Regions from separate parts of the Manis pentadactyla genome. Here region 1 is linked to region 2. The links are chromatin contacts, called in public Hi-C maps. All regions are on one chromosome and are shown on one strand. The core of a region is the stretch at or near the end of the contact, and the rest is flanking DNA. Distances in the headings are between cores, read along the strand shown.

Evidence for each region. A called contact is a pair of places that touch in the nucleus more often than the background predicts.
Region 1: a Hi-C map of blood shows a contact between it and region 2, with 3 times the contacts expected there. The contact joins the promoter of EIF4G1 here to the promoter of EIF2B5 in region 2. A contact is called at or near these places in 2 of 3 Hi-C or Micro-C datasets (blood and fibroblasts).

Annotation. Positions count from the first base shown.
Region 1 is chr1:114,427,966-114,433,575 of mManPen7.hap1, reverse strand. It overlaps EIF4G1 (eukaryotic translation initiation factor 4 gamma 1), which reads right to left and starts at 3,871. Exons shown (of 34, transcript XM_036933192.2): 1 at 3,718-3,871; 2 at 2,845-2,901; 3 at 2,529-2,622; 4 at 2,142-2,228; 5 at 1,626-1,646; 6 at 867-1,043; 7 at 498-597. The coding sequence starts at 2,588.
Region 2 is chr1:114,268,549-114,274,522 of mManPen7.hap1, reverse strand. It overlaps EIF2B5 (eukaryotic translation initiation factor 2B subunit epsilon), which reads right to left and starts at 3,080. Exons shown (of 14, transcript XM_036875255.2): 1 at 2,842-3,080; 2 at 1,616-1,740; 3 at 627-812; 4 at 53-230. The coding sequence starts at 3,036. LOC118907125 (small nucleolar RNA U13) reads left to right here and starts at 3,447; the gene lies at 3,447-3,550.

The sequences.
Region 1 (5,610 bases), core at 2,622-5,121, 160 kb before region 2:
ACCTATTTGTTTTTGACAAGTAACATCACTATTATTTGTTTAAACAGTGCATATGTGTAATAAAAATGTACATGTATCAGAGGTACATATTCAAAACTTTTCCTGATGATCAAAAAATTTTGGAAACCACTGCCATAAAGAACAGACTAAGCCTCTCCTGGAACAGAAATGAAACACAGCTACAAAACTTCCCAATTCTATGTTACATGGGCTCCCCCCAACCATGGAGTAAGTGAAGGGATGTTTATTAAACAGGTCTCAGACTGGTGCCTGATCCTACATACCTTAACGTGAGAAGTACTCCAACTCTCAGCAATAAGGTAAAACCTTCTTCCCTGCCCAACACCAGTGACAGATTAAGCACCAATCCCTACTACCTAACTCACCCTATCATTTCTACACCAAGAAAGGAGCCTGGAAAAGGTCTCAGGAAATAGTAGATAAGTTCAGAGTGAGTCCCTGGGACTCACTCTCACCTGACTCCCTCCCCTGCTTACCGTAGGTCCCAAACTCTGTAGGGCTTGCACCTGGATAGAAGCTTGGGGCTCCAGGCTGCACAGGATACTGCTGTGTTGGGACAACATATGTGGAACGCCCCTGGTGAGGAAGGAGAGAAGCAGAAGGAAGAGATGAAAAAAGGAGTTGAGGGAGCTATGAGTACCACATCAGACTACACAGAGAAATAAATGTAGGGCTGGGCCTGGCTAGGGTAGAAGTGCTGTCAGGAGGGACAAGCCAACTCTCAGTGATGACAGAAGGAAGTCCCACCTCTGGAGAAGAGATGGCACAGAAGGTCAGGGTGGGGGATGTAGTGAGGTTTGAGGTACAAGGTTCTGTAGCTTCCAGCCCCAAGCCCCCAACCTCACCTGTCCTGGGATGTAGTAGGCCCCCTGGGAGGGTTGGTAGGAGATCTGGGAAGGGATCATCATTACTTGGGATCCAGCAGGGTAGACATGGGCAGCTGGGCCAGGGCGGGCGGGGGCTGCACTCTGCACTCGGGAGGTTGCACTGCTCGGGGGCTGGGCCCGGCTAGGGTAGAAGTGCTGTCAGGAGGGAGGAAGACAGTTGGCATAGGAAAGGGGAGGAAATAGACAGCAAAATGGCCAGTCCACATGTCTCTAGTCTGGAGAGAAGTACTGGGGGCTTTGGAGCTGGAGATCAATCCACCCAAGACCAACTTCACCAGCTGATGGTTGGTTAAGTGGCCTCTTATACTCACATGTGCCCTCCACATTCAGGTATATAGTTTGTGCACTGTTATTATTTATTCCCTCACTGCCATGCATACTCATGTCACCTTCACCAGGCTAAACCTCTGCAAAGAGTTCCTAACGCCCAGATGCATCACGCCTAAGTGAAGCCCTTTTGGGTAACATACTCCCCATCATGCACTGCTCCACCATAAGGCACCAAGGAGCTAACTGTTAACATGCAACAGTCTCTCAATTCTCAGACAGGCACTCTTCAAGATTTACCCCATGACATGCATCGATCAGCCTCAGGCTGAAAGCCTGGACAGCAAATAAGTCCCCACCCTGAAGAGCCCAGTCCCTGTCTAGCCCCTGACTAGGTGGAGGGTAAAGATGAGACCAAGAGAGGGTCCAGGGTTAGCAAAGGGGTATTACCTGCAGAGACCTGAATCCTCCCTGAGAGCACATGGGGACAGGAAAGAAGAGAATTATCCCCAAGGTGATAAGGGGGGAAAATGAAGGAAGTAGGACAAGAATCCCCCACTTAGGAAGAATTCAGGTAACAAAGAAAGGCAAGAACCAGATGAAGTGTTTATCTCATCACAGTCCAAAGAGAAAGCAGGGAAGGGGAATGCAGCGATGGCAACCTCCCAGTAAAAGGAGGAAATAGGAGAGCAGAGGCTGGCAGCAGGGCCTAAAGCACTGCCCCCAATTCTCAAGGCACCAGGACCCCTGGTAATGCCACCCTCACGGATGACATACTCCCCAAGGGGCCAGCCACAGTAAGTAATCAACAGCACAACGTGCAGAGCCGCATGAAAGAACACAAAGCAACTGTCAGGAAATTAGGGCAAGTACAGACCCTCCATAGTTTCCACCTTAGGCCCAAACGGCCTAGGCTTTCCATGGCTCCCACCCAGGCCCCCTACTCCCCTCCCCACAGCCCCTCACCTGGCGGGGCTGAGAAGGCGTGTTCATTTGTGTCGCTTGTGGCGTACTGAACACCACCGGTGCTGTCTGCCCCGGGGGAAACGCTGGCTGAAGGGGGGAGACCAGAGTTCAGCAAGAGGGGAAGCCCAGGTGGGGCAGAAACCCAAGCTGGTGAAGTAAGGGGAGCAGATCTGTGGCAAAGCCTCAGCAGTCCACATACCCCCTCCTCCCCATGACAGCCCCTGAGAACAGCCCAGGGGCCCTGGTCTTAATTTGGCAGCAGGAAGCTGCACTTTGCCCTGACACAGATGGGGGTGGGAAAATCCAGAGGTTGGAACCTGTTCCTGACCGGCTGCCTGATCTTCCCCCACCCCCCACCCCAGTGTCTGCTAATTTTTCCCTAATTACCTGTGGGAGTCCAGGGGATGGGGCAGGTGGGGGGCCTGTGGGCTGTGGAGCTTTGTTCATTTCATTTGGTGCCACATCAGGGTCCCCCCAGCACCTGTTGGGAAAGAGTGGAGCTTGGAAAGGGGAAGGGACCCAAGCTTAAAGCAAATGGAGCAGGGGAGGATTTGAAGCAAGGGCTGAGTCCCACACAGAGCCCCAGAGGCGCCCAGGCAGTGAAAGAGCAGCAAAGATCCAGCTTATGTCCCCACCAACACATCGTCAAACCCACATCACCTCCAACCACCCCCCTGATCTGCTAAAACATCCCTTCACTCACCCCCTCGGTTAAGAATAAGTCCACGGTGCGGCCTACAGGTTCTGGGCATCCGAGGGCCTGGGGTTGGGAGGTGAGGGGTATCAACCTGGCTCCGCGGGGCCCAAGACCAACCAGACCGGAAATTCCAGGTCTCGCTGGCACCAGGCTCCCGGATCACAAACGGAGCTAGCAGCTTCGGCCGTAGTGTCCCCACCCCCCACCCGGGGACACCGGGTTCCGGGGCCTGGCCCAGGGGCACACAAGATACGCCTGCCACGGGTGGCCGCAGAGGCACCCGTGCGGGGCCAGAGGCGAGGTCTGCCGCCGCCCAAGGGTGGAAGCCAGGAAGGGCGGGAGTCGGGCCGTAAAAGGAGAGTCGGGCGGCGGCCGAAGAGAAGCCGGTTTCAAGCAAGTGAGGGTCGGCCTGGAGGGCGGGCGGGGCCGGGGGCTCCTCCCTGCCCGCCGCCTCCCTCCCCTGCGCCCTCCCTGCGCAGCGCCGGCCAGTGCCAAAGAACAACGTGTCACTTCCCGGCGGCCGGGCCGCAAAGGGGGGAGGGGGCGGCGAGCTAGGAGCCGCGGTGCCTGCACCCGCGGGGCCTCCTCGGGTCGGGGCGACTTGGCACTTCGCAACCGGCGAACCCGGCGCCCTCCCAGTTCCCGGAGACCGCACATTCCCGGCTCCGCACTCCCCCACCCCCACCCGGCGGCCAGACCGGGCCAGGCCGGGCACACGTGGGCCGGGGATCGGGCCCAAGCGGGCCGAGGCCCGGGCTCGGACCGCCGGGCCAGGGCGCTGGGGCGGCGGCGCAGGGTGGCCGGTCCCGGCGCGGATGGCGGCGGATGCGGGGGGAGGGGATGGGGGGGCCGGGTCGGGCGCGGACATGGCGGCTTTACCTTCAGTCTCCTTCAGTCCGCGCGGCCGAGCCCCACGCAGCCGCACAGACGTAGTCCACAACCATTTCCGGCTCCCCGCACAGATCCCGCTCGGCGGCCACCGCTTCTCCGCAGGCGCAGCCGGGGCCCCCACGTGACCGGCGCAGAGGGCGGAGCCGCGCTCTGCACCGCGGAGCCCAGGAGATTTTGCCCCGCCTTGTCATGTGACAGCCACTGTCGGCCCGTGTCCCCTCCCGAACTTTGGAACTACCAGAGCTACTATCCCCTCGGCCTCTCTGTTCCGCGGTTCTTTAGTTCATTCATACTTTGAGCAGGCACTTATTGAGTGCATATTAAGTGCTAGGTGAAGTGCTGACTGGGGGTTGAGAGCACTGAAAGATTCAGTCCCAAGTAAATGGTACATCGTATTAAAGAACTACAGATTATGCAGCCTTTGAAAATTAGATCATTGAAAAACCTATTAAAGTGAATGTTAGGCTAAAAGTATTGAATCATTCTAACTAGGGCATTAGTCCGAGTAGATTTGACTTTGACAAAGATCAGCCACTCCCATGGAGGGACAAAAGTCAGTCATGGGAAGTTCAGAATAATGGTGGAAGAAGTAATCCTAAAACCCCTGCCTGGCGGTCAAGAGTTTGGACACTAGAGGGACCATCCTAGAGCAAATCCACAGTCAAACAGCCTGGATTTTAACCCAAACTCTGCTACTTACTCCCTGGTGATGTACTTGCTGTCTATCCACTTAATACGTGTTAAAAATGGGAAGATTTGAAACCAGACAGTCTGGCTCAGAGTCTGAGCTTTTAAACCACCGTGCTTTTTCTCTGTCGATGATAACATCCACTCTCTTAGTGAATATTAAAGCAGTTAATTAATGTGAAAGGGTTTGAAACAGAACCTATATACCTAGCAAAGGTGTTCTGTCTCCCTCTTCCTCCCTCTCCCTCTTATCTCAGAAGGTAAGAAAACATTTTCTCTGAACCAGTGATGAGGTAGTTATTTAATATATATAACCTATGTGATCTCATTAATCCTCATAATTTCCTACAAAATAGATCGTATTATTACTACTGTATATGAGGAACTGAAGCTCCAAAGAAAGGAAAGCAAAACAAGACACATGGAGAAGGAACTATACATAGCCAGAATGAAAATGCAGATCTAGTGTTCTCTGTGGCACCCATTTGCATTATGTGACTTTTATCATGTCTGGCTCCCTTCTCTACTCATTTTCTCTCCCTAACCAAACTAGTAAATAAAAATCAATTACTGCCTACATGCCAATTAATTCCTAACTCAGAAACCTCTCTCTCAAACTCCAGTCAGAGCAAGTAACTACCTAAAAGACATCTTCACCCAGTCACTCACAGGCATCTCAAATTATGTATGCCTAGACAGGAATTTGTCGCTTCTCCCTACTTAGTGGAGTCCTCCACCTTGATTCAAACATACTGTTACACATGTACTCTTTTTCGATAAATAGTATTGTGGGTAAAATAGTAGTATTTCCAGAATATCTCACCTGACCTTGGTGTATCTGCATCCTCAGGGGTGGAGAGAAGTATGGCTTTAGTACATTTGCATACCTATAGGCGTTCCTCAGGGGTGAAGAAGTTTCATCTCCCTATCAATGGGTAATTACCTGGGCAACTGGAGGGCTTATCTGAACCTGAGAGTGGAAAGAGAGTGCTGGTTTTGCTTCTGCTGGAGCAGGAGAGAGAAACGGCCCCAGACTGCAGTTTGTAAGCAGTAAATTAGTTTTAAACTTTATTTTTCCCTTTGACTGATTTCGGTTTTAGAGGTATTTTGCCCCAGGATTTCCTCTCCCTGTGGTCACAAGTATTCAACCTGAGAATCTGGGATTCTTTACATTCCCTTCCATCCACATACTAC
Region 2 (5,974 bases), core at 1,831-4,330:
CCTGCTGAAGCCTGTCACTTTACTACATTGAGAACCCCAGATACCCACACACCAGAGGAAAAGAAAAACGTCGGAGGCCTTGGGTCTTCTGGAAATGGAGAACCCGGTTTGTGGCACTATCCACAGCCACTACCACATTATCCTCAAGGCAACGAGTTCGGTGGCTGGGGGATGACTCCTTGAAGATCATTGTCATCACAGATACATTTTTTTCTAGCTTCCGCCTCAATCTATGAAAGACAGGAGGGAGAGAACAGTTACCAAAGGGAAAGGGACTGAGGAGGATGGGTGGGAAGGGAGGGATAAGGGCAGGGAAAAAGAAAGGGGGCATTACAACTAGTATGTATAGTGTTAAGGGAGGGTACGGGGAGGGCTGTGCAACACAGAGAAGACAGGTGGTGATTATACAGCATCTTGCTATGCTGATGGACAGTGACTGTAGTTGGGTATGTGGGGGGGACTTGGTGAGGGGGGGAGCCTGGTAAACATAGTGTTCTTCATGTAATTGTAGATGAATGATGATACCAAAATTAAAAAAAAAACAAAAGAAAAAAAAGAAAAAAAAAAAAACCATCTTAGGTCTCACTGGTCCCAAACCCTTGTCCCTACCATTTTCCCATTCTGACCTGTGTTCCTCCAGGGCTCTGGTAATATTGATGTTTGAGATGACATCCCCATACACCAGAAGGAAGTCAGAGCGCACCAAGGCCTTGGCATCAACATCACGGAGAACATCCCCCAGTGATCGATATAGCTCTGATGTAATTATCCGAACCACATTGAGGGATGTAGGGCGGCACCACTTGGACTTCCTAAAGGAAGGTGGGGTGGTAAGGGGAATGAGTAAATCAAGCACAAAGGTCATGTGGAGCTTCTCTATTTTTCTCTCCTATTTGACAATAGCTTTTTTGGGTTCCTGCCAGCGTCTTTAACTTTACAAACTATAATTAATGATTTCAGCATTCTGTGTAACCAGTCTTGTTTAATGGGTTAGAGAAACATGGTTATTTCTTCTCCATACCTTGCCCCTTGCCCCCAAACATAGATTTGAACTCAAAATCCTGCTGAGACTTAGGGTATATAAAGTATCTGAGGAGCACCCTTTTCATGCTACTCTTCTCCTTTCAAAGTCCGTACTAAATTTATAAACTGTCCAATGGAAACCATGCTAATATCCAAGTCTTGTTTCTTAGGCTTCCATAAATCCTGAAATTTACTCTTTCAATAAGATTTCACCAAACATTTATTGTTACTGTGTGCTTGATACTAAGTTAGGCACTGGGAATACAAAGATGAAGAAGAGCTCAACATTTAGAAGCTCAGTGGAAAGACAAAGCTGTTACTCTTATAATTTCCATACTGGAGTCATTAAATAAAAAGCACTGGGACCAAACTCTGTGAGATTTAGAAAAAAATACCAGTGTTGTTCTTTAATCTTTGTCACAGCTTCAGCTGCTCACCTCTTGGTAAGAGAATGCCCTTAGACCTCATGATGGAATCCAAATAGACACATTTTTATTCCCTCACAATTTCCCCTTATTTATTACATCTATCCCAAGGAAACTGAAAAAAAAAAAAAAGGTGAAACATGGAAAGAAAAGCTGCAGAGCCTTACAGTAAATGTTCCTTGATTTGAGCAGCCTTCCAGCAACAAAAGACAAAGGTTTCCTGTACACCTGTGGCAGTCAAAAATTCCAGAGTGTAGTCAATTAGTGCCACATTGGCCAGGGGCAAGAGGACCTGGAGGGTAGGAGATGAAAAAAAGTTTGAAGTCTTGAATCCATGAGGGCCCTCTGGGTACCTTTGTTTCTCCCACTTCAACCACAATTTTCACTCCTCTATCAGTATTTCCAAACACTGTATTTTTACTTTATCTTTCTAATTTAAAAGCGATCAGCCTGCTGCCTTTGATGTTTATGGTATGCTCCAAGCATTAGAGTCTAAGGTGTTGCAATTTGGATGTAGTGAGCAAGGAATCTATTTGCTTAACATTGTACACAGAGCCTCTATAGAGGAGCAGATAATCATATCTACAGAAATTTAAGCACCAATAAGGCCTTGTCTGTCACAAAATTTCCTTCCTTGATCCTTTTCTAAGAGTCAGGGCTAGCCACCCCAATCACTTGCCAAAGTGAACAGCCATTAGGCTTTTTTTGGGGAGCGGGTAGTGATTTTCCTGAACTGAATGCAGTTCCCTTTCTTTAACTGAATTGGGGTCTACTGAGTGATACAGTAATCCCTATGACTAGCTGGGTCCAATTCCCCAGTATCTAGACAATACAGGGACTGCTGGCAACCAGCCACTAAACTCGTTCAGTCCTCCTTTTGAGAGATGGCACCGTCTGTCATTAAAACCAGGAAAGAAAAAAAAGCACACAGTAGGAGATCCAAAACAGCTGTTACCATGGGATCAGACCAGCCTGCTATTTGTTGGACACATGACGTCCCTTTTGGAGGCAAAAGGGGGTGATGTTCCCTTTCACCCAAGGATCTCTTTTTCCTCTTCATAAAGGCAGCGCAGCCTCCTCTTGGGGCACTGAATCCCTGAGTGAAGGCTTCTCCCAAGCACTGCTTCTGCCTTCAGCCCTCTGTAAGCCTTCCACACCTGACGGTGGCCAGCACTGAGAGTGCCCCAATCTGCCAGCCACTCACTCGGGTTAAGCAGTCGTCAAGGCTTTAGACGGTCCCTCCGCCTTCCCCTTAATCAGATAAACCCAATTTCCAGGAAAGAGGGTGGATACAAGGCCTTCCAGAGCACGCCTCACTAGGCAGGTGAAAGTATAACTCGCTGTAGCCCCGCCGCCTGCGGGCCCTCTGGCTGCTCTCCCGCGCGGCGCTCACCCGAGGCTGGTCCTTGGAGATGGGGAAGAAACGGCGGTTGAAGCTATCTGCCACCAGAACCGCTTGCAGAGGTGGCGGCGGTTCCTCCTCGGCCACTTTGGGTCCCGCACCGCCGCCGCCTCCCGGCCCACTGCTGCCGCGCTTGTTGGCCCGACTGGCCACCCCACCCGGCAGCGCCACAGCAGTGGTCGCCATCTTGTTCTCTGAAGAGAACACCACCACTTCCGCACGGACACTGACACCGCGTGCAGTCGGGGACAAAAAGGGACCAGCGCTTGAAACGCGAAGGCGTAACCAAGGAAGAGAGGGAGGAGCCAGGGAGAGGGGAGCGGGCATGCGCCTCCTCTAGGCGCCAACTCCGTCACAGGGTTGAGCCGGGAGGACCCGGGAGTGGCGAAGGCGGCGGCCCGTCTTGGCCCCCTGCGGCGCCGGAGCGCGGGATCCTGTGGACCGCAGAGTCGATCTGCAAGTATAGTAGCCCTTTATTTGTACGTGAACAGGCTGAGATTCTTGCGGGATGATGGGACTTGTTTCTGCGAAGGGTCCAGAGCCTTTCCGGATATGTAATCATCCCTGCTCCCAGCATATTAAAAACGTAGTCACAGATCCTTTTGTAGTTCATAGCCATGATGACTGGGTGTTCACGCTTTTGCGTGACATATGCCTCCCTCAAGCCTTGTTACGACGTTTGCCCATTACCCATCTGACATGAAAATATAAATAGATTAAAAATAAAAAATAAAAATGTAGTGGTCTGTCTTCAACCTAGCGGCCTAATGTGACCCTGCATCTTGGGGAGCTCGGAACTGAATCAGACATCCTCTTCCCTCAAGGAACTCACAGTCTACATAAATAGAGAACGTGATGTAGTAGTATTAAAAAGAAAGACACAGGCCCAAAATGTTGTCACTTCTGCTAAGCCAAGTTGGTGCTTAACACCTAGCATAATTACAGTTTCAACCTCTGCCTGAAATGTAGTTGGTCAGGAATTTTCTGCTTAGCAAAAGTGAGATAATGTCACATATGCCCTCTCCATACCCAGAGGAAGGTGAGTCAATTCACCTGAGACCCTTATACTTGCCTCCTCTCCTACACATAACATCAGTGTGTATAGCATGATCCTTTAGGACACTAATTAGATGTATCCATGCTGCCATACTGATGTACTGATAAATGTAACCGTTTATGCATATCCCTTGCTGTAGAAAAAGTTAAGATGTCTCTAAATGGAGGGACTTTAGAGCAGTTTATTGGAATACACTGATGGGCTGCTCTCAGGTCATGGTGCTCATTATGACTATGAATAAAATCTTTCACTTAAATATAACCTTAATGTTGATTTTAGTGTTCAGTAGAGAGAGTAGTAATTCTATTGCATACCCTTCTGTGGCCTGGAACAGTACAAGCAGCTCATTTAATTTGTCACACAGCTCTGTGAGAATATTTTCTTCATTCATTCAACAAACATTTCTTGAACTCTCAGAGGGGCAAAGTTCATTCATCCAGCTAGTAAGTGGAAGAACTGGTATTGGAACCTGACCTCCCTGCCTTCATAGTTCTGCAATCTTTCTGCCCAGTTATGTGGGATTAAAAATTACTATTTTATGATGTCTTCACTTATTCATTAAGCCTATCAGCATTTATTGGAGCCCTACTTGTGTCTTTTTTTTTCCAACCTCTGGAATATTGATACATGTGTTGCTGAGAAGGTACAGCATCTCACTCAGTTCATAACAGCCACTAAAATCCAACCATATAACACAAACTGTCAACAACTATTTTAATTAAAAGGTGGTCTTTTGCTCAGAGGTTTTTTTTTATTATTGTTGCTATACAATCTTACAATGATTTCAAATACACAATACAGTGGTTCAACAGTTACATATTATTATATCCTCAACCCCTCTAGTGTGGTTACTATCTATCAACATAGAAGAGGTTATGGAATCATTGTATTCTCCATGCTGTATCCCTGTGACCAACTTATATTGTTATTGTGAATTATTGTGCCCCTTTATCCCCTTCACCCTCCCCCCTAATCTGCCCCAATCCTTCCTCCTTGGTAGCCACTAGTGCCTTTGCTCAGACGTTTTTTTTTTATTGGAATAAAGCTAATATACAATATTATATTGGTTTCAGATGTACAACGTAGTGACCTGATTATTTACATTACTAGATGCTTGCCACTGTAAGTGGAGTTCCCCCTGTTACCACACCATGATATTACAATATTATTGGTTATATTCTATATATTGTACTTCCATTGCTATGACTAACTTATTTTACAGTTTGCAGTTTGTATCTCTTTATCCCTTTCTCTTATTTACCTGCCTCCCCACCCACCTCCCCATGGTAACCAACAGTCTGTTGTCCCTATTTATGTGTTTATTTCTTTTTGTTTGCTTGTTTTGTATTTTAGATTCCACCTATAAGTGAAATCATATGGTATTTGTCTTTCTCTGCCTGGCTAATTTCACTTAGCATGATACCCTCCAGGTCCATCTATGTTGTTGCAAATGGCAAGAGAGCCTTCTTTTTTTTAATATATATATTTTTAAATTAAAGTATCACTGATATATAATCTTATGAAGATTTCACATGAACAACATGGTGGTTTCAACATTCACCCATATTATCAAGTCCTCATCCCCACATTGCAGTCACTGTCTATCAGCATAGTAAGATGCTATAGTGTCATTACTTGTCTTCTCTGTGCTGTACTGCCTTCCCTGTGACCTACCTATATTGTAATTGCAAATTATAGTGCCCCTGAATCCCCTTCTCCCTCCCTGCCCACCCATCCTCCCCAACAGTCCCTTTGGTAACCACTTGTCCCTTCTCAGTGTGAGTTTGCTGCTGTTTTGTTCCTTCCATTTTGCTTTGTTGTTATGCTACAAATGAGTGAAGTCATTTGGCATTTGTCTTTCTCTGCTGGCTTATTTCACTGAGCATATAACCCTCTAGATCCATCCCTGTTGTTGCAAATGGTATGATTTCCTTTCTTTTTATGGCTGAATAATATTCCATTTTGTATATGTACCACTCTTCTTTGTCCATTCATCTATTGATGGACACTTAGGTTGCTTCCATATCTTGGCTATTGTAAATAGTGCAGCTATAAACAAAGGGGTGC